Linked DNA regions of Mus musculus: region 1 is linked to region 2. The links are chromatin contacts, called in public Hi-C maps. All regions are on one chromosome and are shown on one strand. The core of a region is the stretch at or near the end of the contact, and the rest is flanking DNA. Distances in the headings are between cores, read along the strand shown.

The links. Hi-C and Micro-C count contacts between places; a contact is called where the count stands out from the background.
Region 1: a contact with region 2 is called in a Hi-C map of muscle stem cells, with 2.5 times the contacts expected there. The contact joins the enhancer-like site here to the promoter of Gpat4 in region 2. A contact is called at or near these places in 1 of 484 Hi-C or Micro-C datasets (muscle stem cells), 1 of 115 datasets of contacts at active chromatin or transcription factors (pancreatic cancer cells) and 3 of 9 other capture datasets (adipose tissue, liver and macrophages).

The regions. Positions count from the first base shown.
Region 1 is chr8:23,026,714-23,032,973 of GRCm38.p6, forward strand. The region is part of intron 1 of Ank1 (ankyrin 1, erythroid); the gene reads left to right. Among named protein-coding and RNA genes, the nearest start is that of Gm51563, 7.2 kb to the right of the region's middle. Within about 2 kb of position 1,643, at least 125 of the 459 cell types and tissues checked have an H3K27ac peak or open chromatin away from gene starts, as enhancers often do. A contact at or near this core is called in muscle stem cells and pancreatic cancer cells, where this site is marked.
Region 2 is chr8:23,206,220-23,211,760 of GRCm38.p6, forward strand. It overlaps Gpat4 (glycerol-3-phosphate acyltransferase 4), which reads right to left and starts at 2,234. Exons shown (of 13, transcript NM_018743.4): 1 at 2,080-2,234.

The sequences.
Region 1 (6,260 bases), core at 393-2,892, 180 kb before region 2:
GGGCTCCTAGGACTCTGGGCTCTAGCTCAGCTCCAGCCTCTGAAGATTGCAGCTGAGAATTAATTGCTATTCATTTTTATGTAGGTCACGTTTTCTTTAGAGGAAGTTGATGGGATTTCATTATCTGTGGAAAGCAGCCATACCAGAAAGAAGAATACTTTTGATTGATAATTTAGCTCAAGAATAGTGTCCCACTTTAACAAGTCTCTTGGGGAGCAGATGACCCCAGAGGGAACTATATGTATATCTAGTAGTCTGTGTATTTGGCAAAACTTTGTGTGTCCTAAAGAGAAGCAGGGCTGGGCCTGTCAGGACTTATAGATTTGATCTAGAAACTTGGGGCAGTATATAGTGGCCATCCCATCCTGACTAATAGCTTACCAAAGGAACATAGAGAACCCGGATGTTCCCCAGAGAGGCAGACCAGCTGAAAGTGCCTTAATTATATTCTTGTTAGCCCCAAACTAGATTGAACAAACAATTGTTTGTATTCACTGTAGGCAGGAGCAACATTCTGGACATTCCTGATGATGTTATCTGAGGAATACCTATACTCTGCTAGGAGACCTTCATTTATGAAATACGAACTTTTCTAAGGTTGGGCTGTGGCTCTGTGGATGAGATCTTTTCTAGAATTCAAAATGCCCAGATTAAACCCTAGCACTGCAAAAATCAGAAACAAAACCAGGAAGCACTCTGCCAACACAGAGTTCTTTAAAAAAAAAAAGAGAGAAAAAAACAGTAAGGAGAGAGTAGCCTCTTAAATCACAAGATTTCATAGTAAATTTATGCAGAGAATCAAAGAAAATCTGAGCATCACAAGAGTGCTGTACTCCAGAAAACTGTGACTGTCACATCGTAGGAGATTTGGACAGTAGAAAGCAAGCCTGCTGCTGGGGACTGGGACTCAGGAGGCAGAGCTTCTGGGGACAGACCCAACTTCACTCTCTGCTTGTGTTCCCTGGATCTGCCAGCAGCTGCCCCACTCCACCCCCACCCCCAGGCACCCTCAGTTTCACATCTGTGAAATGGGGGCAGTAACATCCCTTCTCTGTGCTGCAAGGACCAAGTGGCACCTCTAGCTCCCAGGAGCACAGGCGCGGTGCCAAGTGCTGCGGGGACCCTAGCTTTTGGTTTTGTTCCAACAGCCTGAGCCTCAAGAAGAAACATTAAATCGTTTTTTCTAGGAAATGCCAAAATTGAGGTTTTCCTTTGAAGCTTTGAGGAGGAAGCTTCTAAAAACCAACCATGTGTCCTTACAGGGCCCTGGTGTGTAAATAGCAGGGGGAAATGCCAGACAGCAGAGGGCTGTAAAATAAACAAGGCGTATTCCAGTGAGACTGGGGGAAGTCAGTGGCCCAGAAGGCACCAGGGGGCGCTCTGGAGCTGCAGGGAGGGGTTCTACACGATAAGGTCCAGCCTGCAGGGTCCTTCCCTCTGCCCGCATACTCATGCACAATCTGAAGATGCGTCCCCCGGTGTCCCTTTGGATCTTCCACGGAGAGGGTCTTCTTGGTTTCCTTGTCTAAGATGCAGTAGATGAGGCACTGTGGGAAATGGGACCTGCTTTGAGCTGTTCCCAGGCTTGCCCTCGCACTGGGAACTAGACTCCTCCAACTGACAGTCCCTGGTGAGGGAGAGCATTTCAGTACCGCTTATCCCTATAGCATCTCATCAGAAGAGCCACAGAGTGATCAAGTTCACTCTGAGGCCAGAAGAGCAGATGCACTCCCTCTGGTGGTGACCGTGCTTCTCCGGCAGAAAGGCTTTCTGGAGGATATGTCTGTTTCCCTGGTGGTTGGATGCCCCTGGGCTGCTGTTGAAGCCGAAGGATCTGGCAAGAGATAGAGGCTGGTGCCATAGAAGGAACCTGCAGTTTTCTCCACTCGCTGGCATACAGAGCGGGTGCTGGTGCTGACAGGATTTTCACAGCTGGTGGGAAGCCACAGTGCAAGAACAAATGAGGGAAAGCAGCTCGGAGAGGGAGAATGGTGTGTTAGAATCAACACAGCTGAGTAAGTGTGAGGTCTGGGTGAGAAAGGGCTGTCGGGAGTGGGCGGGGCCAAGAAGGGGTAGTAAGGGTATGGCAAATCGAAAGATAAGCCCCAAGGCCCTGTTTCCTCTCCCCTCGGGCACACTTTAACTGTAAGATAGAACTGGTAAATAACTCAGAAATGATCTTAGCACATCATTAATATAGACAAGTTGCACAAAAGCTGTGTGTGTGTGTGTGTGTGTGTGACCTTGTGTTTGAGAATAGTAATGGACATTATAAAATGGAGTCTGGAAAAATCATTTTTGCCATTTTAGTGATAGAAAATTAAATGTGTTAATTTATAATCCCACCTAGCCTAATTTTTCTTTTAAAGGCTGCTGTATTTATTTTAAAGCCTTGAACATAGAATACAAAGGAGGGTTCAAATCTCATTATTGCTTCTTTGATGCCTGAATCATTCATATCCTAGGATGACCCACTGTCAGTAAGCCCCAGGAAGGCCCAGGATACTTCCGGCCCTGCATCAGTGCATCTCAAAGATCTCGCATGCACCACCAAGGGATGGTAGAACAGAATTAGGAAGTTACAGGCAGAGAGCCTCCAGCCTTTCTAAGGCATCGACTCGAATCCTCTCCTGAGCCTGGGGTGCTCTTACTGATGCATAGAAAGAACAAGAAAGAAGGGGGAAGAGTCCAAGCCCTTAGGGAGCGCTCCGAAAACCTTCACATGTTTACTGAGCACGTGCTACGTGTGAGACATAGTTGTTGGTCTTGAGGACTGACACTGTGGCCAGGAACAAGACAGTGGTCAGAATTATTAGAAAGACAAGAGCGTCGATCAAGCAGTGAATTACGCAATCCATGTAGCAAAGACTGAACCTATTGACAGGAAGAAAATTAATATAGACGAGGCTGTAGGTTTTGTCAGGTAGATGAGAAAGGAACACACCTGGCTGGAGGCCGAGAGGGGAAAAGCTGTTTGAGAACAATATAGTTTACGTGAATACAGAGGTGTCCAAAGGATCACACGTTTATACAACACGAGGCCTGAACAAATACAGATTCAAATTCTTAGGTGTAGTGGCTGGAGAGATGGCTCAGTGGTTAAGAGCACTGGCTGCTCTTCCAGAGGTCCTGAGTTCAATTCCCAGCACCTACACAGTGGCTCACAACCACATCTAACTCCTGTTCCAGAGTATCAGATGCCCTCTTCTGGCCTCCACAGACACCAGGCACAGATGCACATGCAGGCAAAACATTGGTACACATGAAGTAAAAATTAAATTAAAAAAATCTCATGTGTGTCATAATTCCCATTTTCAAAAGTTATTTATTATTCATACATAAAGAAAAAAATGACTAAGAGAGTATGTTGAGTTGTGAGTGTCGATACTGTGATCCAGACATTGTGCGTGAGTTTTAGATTCTTCTTTTTCCATATGATCGTGCGGGCGTCCTGCCAAGCACTTTATAAGCCTGTGTGAGCAAGTCACAAGCCAACTGTGTGAAGGATAATGGCAGCCACATATTGTCTCAAGTGGGAAAACAGTAGAAGCAACCCATGAACTGCTTAGGGACACATATGTGAGTCCTACAGAGATGTGTGCTGTGGCCCCAGATGAACATGGGGAGAGAGAGAGAGAGAGAGAGAGAGAGAGAGAGAGAGAGAGAGAGAGAGAGCTGGGGAAGAGGCAGAAGGTGGTTTACTGATGTTCGTGATATTTCGGTCTTGAGCTGAGTGCACCGTGTTCTTCTTTACCTTTTTAATACATGCCTTGACTTACATCATGCATCTAAAGATACAAACAACTACATTAAAAGTGACATCAGTATAATGTTTGCTTCAGATGGAGGAGAGGCAGAGGACAGGAGAGCTGAGTAAAGTATGTCTGCTTTTTTCCTAAGCTTGGGTGCTATCTTTTTTCTGTTGCTTGTTAATTCTTACTCTCTTCCTTATCTTGACCAACCACAACTCTCCCCCCAGACTGTCCCTTCTAGCATTTCGAAGTAACTATATTTTTCTTTGGCTATTGGGTAGAGGGAAAGTTCTCCCATGTGTCGGTATGGAGACTTGTAGTGAGACTACAAAAACTGAACGGCTTTGTAGTCTGTAGTTCTTGTATCACCTCCAAAAAGATCACATGCTCTATGTGAGACACAAGACACCTGGGTAGAAGCCCAGTGCTCCTGTTACAACACATCCATGTTACCTCAACTGTTCCTCAGAGCAGTCTGGAGTGTTGTGTTAGCTTTCCTGCTTCCTAGTGAGTCAGGGTAGCTCCGGGGTACTCAGCGACTTGCTCTGGATAAAGCTCGGTTCACCCAATCAGCCTGTGAGACATTTGGGATCACAGCCAAATTGTTCTCTGCTGCCATCTCTGACACAGCTGTGCACATCAGCGCCAATTATGGATCTCAACCTTGCGACCACAGCACTCATTAGTGAGGTACCTAGAAGGATGCCCGCCTAGTTAGGCATCCTGTGAGCCCTCCTGGCCTCCAGGACACTGGCTTGCCGACCTTACTGTAAGCCCTAGTCCTGTGTACCCCAACATGGGGTCTGTGCATCTCTGTGGATTGTGGAAAGGGCTTCAAGAAGAAGAAGACACCAGAATGTGTATTTTCTAGGTTGAAATATCTCATCTTTGAAAACTTCCCATTTTGCCATGTGTTTTGTGGTGCTCATAACGTATTGGCACAATAATACTTGTGTGTGGTTTGTAAATAATAAGCAAATGTGCATCTGTTGATGATGCACGCTCAAAGACATTTCTTTTGGGAGGGATATGAGGTTCCCACAGTTTGGTTAATAGAGCTGGGTGTGTGACCTGGTGACAGAGTGCTTGTCTCTATCTGGAGTTTGGTCTCCAGCCCATAGGGTTGTGGGCGGAGTTCAAGCACTGTGAAAGTCTACCTTGTTCCCAATCAGCTAAGAGTACCCAATTTTCAAGTGAGCACAGGTTCTATGTCAAGAAGTGATGTCATCTCCCTGCCATTGGGTGGCCCTGCAAATGCAGTCACAATGATACTCTTGGGAATTTGGTAAAAACACAACAAGAGAAAGGTAGATTCCTCCCTCTTTAAAAAATCAGGTTTTACGAGGCCAAATTCCTGGAAAAAATTGATTATTAAACAGATGGTTTCTGTCCAATTAGGGGAGAAACAATGTGTTCTGGCAGCTACTGTGGGTTCACCAGAAATTAGTGATGTCCACAGAACTCATTTCCTTTATAATTCTCAACAATTGTTTATTGGAAGAGATCTTTCATCCCTTAGTGCATATATGCACTTACGGCAGCAGTTCCTGGGCATCTATTAGGTTTAAAGCCCCAGGGTAGTGATGAATATCTTGCAATCTCTGCCCCCAAAGACTTTGCTTTTAATAAAGAAGACAAACACCACACACACACACACACACACACACACACACACAGAGAGAGAGAGAGAGAGAGAGAGAGAGAGAGAGAGAGAGAGAGAATCATAATAAAATTAAGCATCCCCTAAGTGCCACAAATTGCTATAAACAAACGTGACCTGGTTCAGCAGCAGGAAAATGCTACAGAGGCCCCTGACCCCTGACCCCTGACCCCTGACCCCAGGACTGCTTCCATAGGGAAAAGCAGCCACAGAACTTCTGCTTATTTTCTAATATCATACTGGAAATTCAAATCTGTTTTTGTGTGTGAAACAATGGAGAAATCCCTCTGGAATTTGGACATGATGAGCAAAGACGATATTGGGGCTGTAAGAGAATGGGTGATTCGGAACCACTGGACCTGCCATACCACAGTGGTTTATATAATGGACTGCAGCCAGCAGCCATCCCAAAGAGTGCAGGGGGTGTCTTCCATGGCAGGATGCCAGGCCATCCCCAGCTATGACGCGTGGTGTTTTGGTTTACAGATGCCTGCAGGCAAGCACCGCAAGCATCTTCGACGGGCTCTTGAGAGATAAATGTGTTCTGACGAACAGAAATTATACTTTTATTTCATGTTAGGACGTAGCCAGAGAATCTTGTCAAAATCTCCGGGAAGACCTTGTAAAACACGGACAAGTGAAAATAGACAATTGACCTTCCATTTCCTAGATTCCACACCCTTGGATTCAAGCAGCTATCAACTGAAGACAATTAGGGCAAAGGGCAATAAAATAATATGCATAGGAAAATAGTGTGGCAGCTCCCCTCATGGGGTTTTCATTGTATTAGCGAGTGTGAGCCAAGTGAGGTCATTTAAGTTTGTGGGAGAATGTGCATAGGTTCTGTG
Region 2 (5,541 bases), core at 984-3,483:
TCTCACTCACATATGTGCATACTGAAACCAGAATTCAGGTCTCTTCCTTAGTCATTTTCCACTTCCAATTGTTTTATTATTTTACGAATGTTTTGCCTTCATGTATATATGTGCATGCCTGGTGTCTGAGGCTACAAGAGGGTGCCAGATCCCCTGGAAGTGAGTTATAGACAGTTGTGAGCCACTATGTGGATGCTGGGAATCAAACCCAGGACCTCTGGAAGAGCAGCCTGTGCTCTGAAGGTCCAAGGCATCTTCTCCAACCCTGTTTTTATTTTTAATTGTGTAAGTGTGTATCTGTATGTGGCCAGGAACACTTGAGGCTATAGGATCACCTGGAGGCAGAGTTACAGATAAATGTAAACCAGCATATGGTACCAGGATCAACTCCAGCTCCTCTGCAAGAGTTTCAGGCGCTCTTAACTGATGAGCCATCTCTCTAGTCCTTTCACTGTATTGGAACAGAGTCTATCACTGAACCAGAATCTTATCAAATGGCTCTCAGGAGCCTCTTGTCTCTGCCTCCCAGCAGTGAGACTACAGGTGAGAGCCATGTCTGGCTTTTTACATGGATGCTGGGGATCTGAACTCAGGTCCTCATGTTTATATAGCATTTACTCAGAGCCAGCACCTCAGCTCAAGGAAGAACTTTTAATAATAGGGTACCTTTCAACAAAAACATATTACGATTTTATGCAATGCTACAATCTTCATTTTGAAACTTAAGCTACTTTTGACTTGTAAAGGCTCACTGTCTATCAAAAACATGGAGACGGGAGATATACAGCTCATTGGTAAAATTAAATAAACCACAAACCTCCAACACACACACACACACACACACACACACACACACACACACACGGCGCGCGCTCCAGTGCTAAATTTTTGTTTCTTCCTGAGACAGAAGAAGTAAAATAAATGAAGATGCAGATATTGCATGATTAACCCCAGATGTCACTGAGCATATATAATAATGAGCATACGTTCCTGGTTTTGCATATTTGAAATTCTCCAAATTATAGGTCTGAAAAATTACTCTCAGAAAGAGGAAGGATAATTTAGCAGGCAGGATTACAGTTTTGACCATAGTCTTTGGTCGCAGTGATTTTTATGCCTGTCTTTACGGGGTTGCGATACAATCTCGAAGACACGCTAACTCTGCAGAGACTCTTAAAAGTTCTGCTCAAATTAAGGAAAACGAGCGAAACCAAAGTTCTTCAAAGGCTATCTACCGGTAATACGCAAGAGATGGGTATGGGATGGAACTTAACGTCCGCGAAGCCTGACAATTTCACATAGATTATTCTACAACCTGTGAGTCACCAATGTAATATCCAAGTAAGATGGAAAGTGAATAAATAAGTCAAACTTCCAGGTAGGATGCTACTACCACTGAGGGCATGGAACCAAGGCGAAAGGGAGTCTGGGGTGTGAAGAAGGCTGGAATAGTGGCAGTTCTAGTTAGTGGCTCAGGAAAGTCATGTAGCATCAAGCAGGGCTGCCCCTATCCGGGGGCAAACCTGGACACTGGGACTCTCCAATGCGGGAAGGGGGAGAGGGGGCAGACCCGAAAAAGAAGACAGTGTGAGCACAGCACGGGATAAAGGACGGATTCTGGGGGGGAAACCCGTTTCCACGTGATCTAACGCCGGGTTCTCAGCCACGTTCCTCAGCTCCGGGCCACACCAGGCCGAGGCGGCGAGCGGCCTGCGGAGAGGAGCGTGGTCGGTTGAGGAGGAGAGAAACCGGTCGGGGAGAGAGGAGCGGGGCGGCCGAGGAGAGGAGGGAAGGGAAAGAAAGGGCCGGATGAGGACAGCGGGGCTGGCTGAGCCAAGGAGCCGAGCGGCAAGGAGCCGGGCGACTGGAGAGGAGATGAGGCGGCAAGAGGACAGCGGGGCTAGCCCGGGAGGAGAGGAGCGGGGCTGGCGAAGGACAGGAGTGGGGCAAGCGGGCGTGAAGGAGCTCGGACCGCCCGGCAGCGGCTGCCCCACCGGCGGGACCCCGGCCCGCGGCTGCCGACCCCGCGTCCCGCCCGGGGCCGGGGGCGTCCGGTAGGACCAGGTCCATCCAACTCACCGGCCGTGAGGCTCGGCTCCAGTCCTCGGTGACTGCCGCTCCCGCCCTGCCCTGCCCGCCGCCGGCCCAGGCGTACGTAAGAGCGTGCGTACGCCCGCCCGTCTTTGTCTACGCCGCTGGACGTGGACCCCACTCCCCTCAATCCCCGCCCCCGAGTCCCGCCCAACCGCGCTTGCGCGGTCTCCCGGAGGACCCCAGGGTGGGCGGGGCTCCGGCGATGCTCGCTCCTCGCACTGATGCTCGCCAGCGTGAGCCGAGGTCGCTTTCTGAAAGCCAACCGGGGCCTGTCTGAGCTGTGTCCAGAACAGGCATCGTTCCCGGGGAGAGGGAGAACCCGGCATGGCGAGGTTCATTTACTGAGTCTTTGTGGGACTTTGTGTGAGATTCGGTTCCGGCTGGCCACGAAACGTTAGCCACCATCCCAGCACTACCCGGGCATCCCGGAGCTTCTCTTAACGTAATTGGCTGGTTGGCCAACTGCAGTTTTCCAACCCAGCCACAGTTCTAACTAACCTCTCCTCAGACTGGAAGCTTCAAAGACAGGCTTGTTTTGCTGACGTGGGTCCTTTATAGTGGAAGAAAGAGAAAGAAGGGATGGGGGACACGCCTCTTTGGCCCACCCCACCCCCTTTTAAGACAGGACGTCTTGTAATACAGACTTGCCTCAAAAACTGCGAATTGCCCAATGACCTTCAGTTTCTGCACCGACTGCTTCCACCTCCTGAAGTGCTGGAATAAACTACCGTCCCAAGTTTTATAAAGTGCTGGGGGCTGGAACTCAGGGCCTCGTGCATGCTAAAAGAAGCACTCGACCAGCTGAGCCACATTCCCAGCCTCCGAGTTTATTGCTTTTGTATACTTCCAAGAGTACCTAACCTTTCCCCTAATTCAGGACTTAAACCTCCATTTGTTGATTTCTTCACAAACTTTTACACAACTCCAGGTATGTAACTATAACAGGAATACAAGACATATTTAATGATAATAAATTTATTTAAAAGCATTTTTGCTATGTATTTGTAGCTTTCCTATATTAACTATTAAAGCAAATTTGCATATTAATGAGATGGATGTGTTTGCCACTCTATTAATTTATTATTTTATTTTTGGTTTTTTCGCTGGCTGTCCTGGAACTCACTCAGTAGACTAGACTGGTCTTGAACTCAGAAAAACGCCTGCCTCTGCCTCCCAAATGCTGGGATTAAAGGCATGCGACACCACTGCCCGGCTGCCACTCTTAATATAAAGAAATCAGCTAAATATTTGATACCAAAGGATATAAAACATAAAGTTTCCCAACGTTTTAAATTTTATAATTGTCAATGCTGAGAACACCGTTTCACAAATACCTTGTACAAAACAATATTAGTAAGTTTATGAACATTTCAGAAATTATTAGAGATTCTGCCCTAATCCCAAGCCAAAAATGATTTAACAGATTTTTGTGAGCAGATTAACTGAAGCAGTTTTTAAAATCAAGAATTCTAATACAGTGCAACCCCTGAATGTGCTAATTTGATGCTTACTTACAATGCTTACCTGCTGAGGAATGACTACAGGAAAATATTTTTTAAAGTCATGGTTTCTTCAAAATGAAACATGATAGCTAACTAACACTCACTGAAACACTCCACAGATGTAAGGGCAGGAGGATCAGAAGTTCAATGTCACCTTTAGCTATACAGTAAGTCCAGGTCAGCCTGGACTAGCCCTGTGACACTCTGTCTTAAAACAACCCCCAAAGAACTAGTGAATGAGTCAGTGGGGGAAAGGCACTGTTGTCAAACCTGATGACCTGAGTTAATTCCAGGGATCCACTCTTGCAAGTTATCCTTTAACCTCAGCAGGTGGACTGGGGCAAAAGCAAGCTCATGAATGCGCATGGATGCAAACACGCCAACACATCAGTGGATAAACGTAATAAGAACATTTTTAAAACTAACATAGGGCAGGCATGGTAGCAAACACCTTTAATCTAGCACTTAGAAAACAGAGGCAGTGAATTTCTATAAGTTTGAGGCCAGCCTGGTTTGAATAGTAAGTTCTAGGCTAGCCAGGGTTATATAGTGAGAAAATAATTACTTAGAAATATAAAAGATACAGGTGGGACTAGAGAGATGGCTCAACAATGGACAGTTCTGACTCTTCTTTCAGAGGACACCAGCTCCATTCTCAGCACTCATGTGGTAGCTTATAACTAACTCCAGTTCCAGGGGGATCCAATAGCCCTTTCTGGCCTCCACAGACACACATGTGGGCAAAATGCCCATAAACAATTTTTAAGTAAAATTAAAATAAGTAAATAAAAACTTTCAAAATGTACTCTAGAGAGTGCCTGGCAGTAAGATGTAAGTGTGAAGTTCAAAGCCGACTAGTGAGCAACATCTTTTTAAATATCCCTTCCAGAGCTGGGGAAATAAATGGCTGAGTGGCTAAAGTGCTCACTAAGTGTGAGGACCTGAGTTCAAATCCCCAGTGCCTATGTAAAAGGCAGGTGCACTGGAGGAACAAGGACAGGTAGGTCCTGGGGTGAGAGGCTCACTGACCCGTCAGCCTAGACAAAACATTGACCCGAGGTTCAATGAGAGATCCTGTCTCGAAAAACTGTGCAAAGTGCTATGAGAAGATTCCAGAAGTTGACCTTTCTGGCTTCCACATGTGCACACACATACAAGATGGCAGGCTTATAATCAATAACATTCAGGAATGTAGGATATCTTTACTATGATCAAAGTTAAAAGGTGTAAAAAAATTTCAGGCAATTTTGGGGAACAGGAAAGAGGCCCTACCTACCTAAAGTAACATACATTCAGACCTTAAGTGTGGCCACTAACCTAAAATACTATATATGAACAAAATAATTTCATATCAACAGCCTTCACAGCAAATGCTGTTCATTGTGTAGGAGTTCTTTTTAGGATTTATTATTGTGTGTGTATCTTTACATTGTGCAATTGCATGAAGAGGCCAGAAGGACAGGTTCTCCTGGCTGGAGTGTTAGATGGTTGAAGCCAACACAGGTACTGGGAACTCTGGAAGAGTAGGAAACCCCCTGTGATGGTAACCTCAACCCCACCACAAATCCTGTGTATGAACACTGGAAAGACAGTGAGCCTTTGAGCTCTCTGAGGGGCTCACAGCCATGCTTTTCCATGTGTCTTCCTTCTGAGTGTTTTCCCTCCTAACCCTTGAACTTAAGCCTATATGAAAACATCTTTAATATGGACTGGAGTGATGGTTTAGTGGGAAGATCACCTGCCATGCAAGCACGAAGGCTGGAGTTTTGACCCACAGAATGCAGTCTGTAATCGAGAGTCTCTGGAAGCTCGTGGGCCGGGTGTATGAAGTGGTGACGAGATCCTGTCTTAAACCAGCTAGAAGGTAAGGGTAGACACCCAGAGTTGTTCTTTGACCTCTATACACATGCGGTGGCACATGGACAACTGTACACACATAAACACA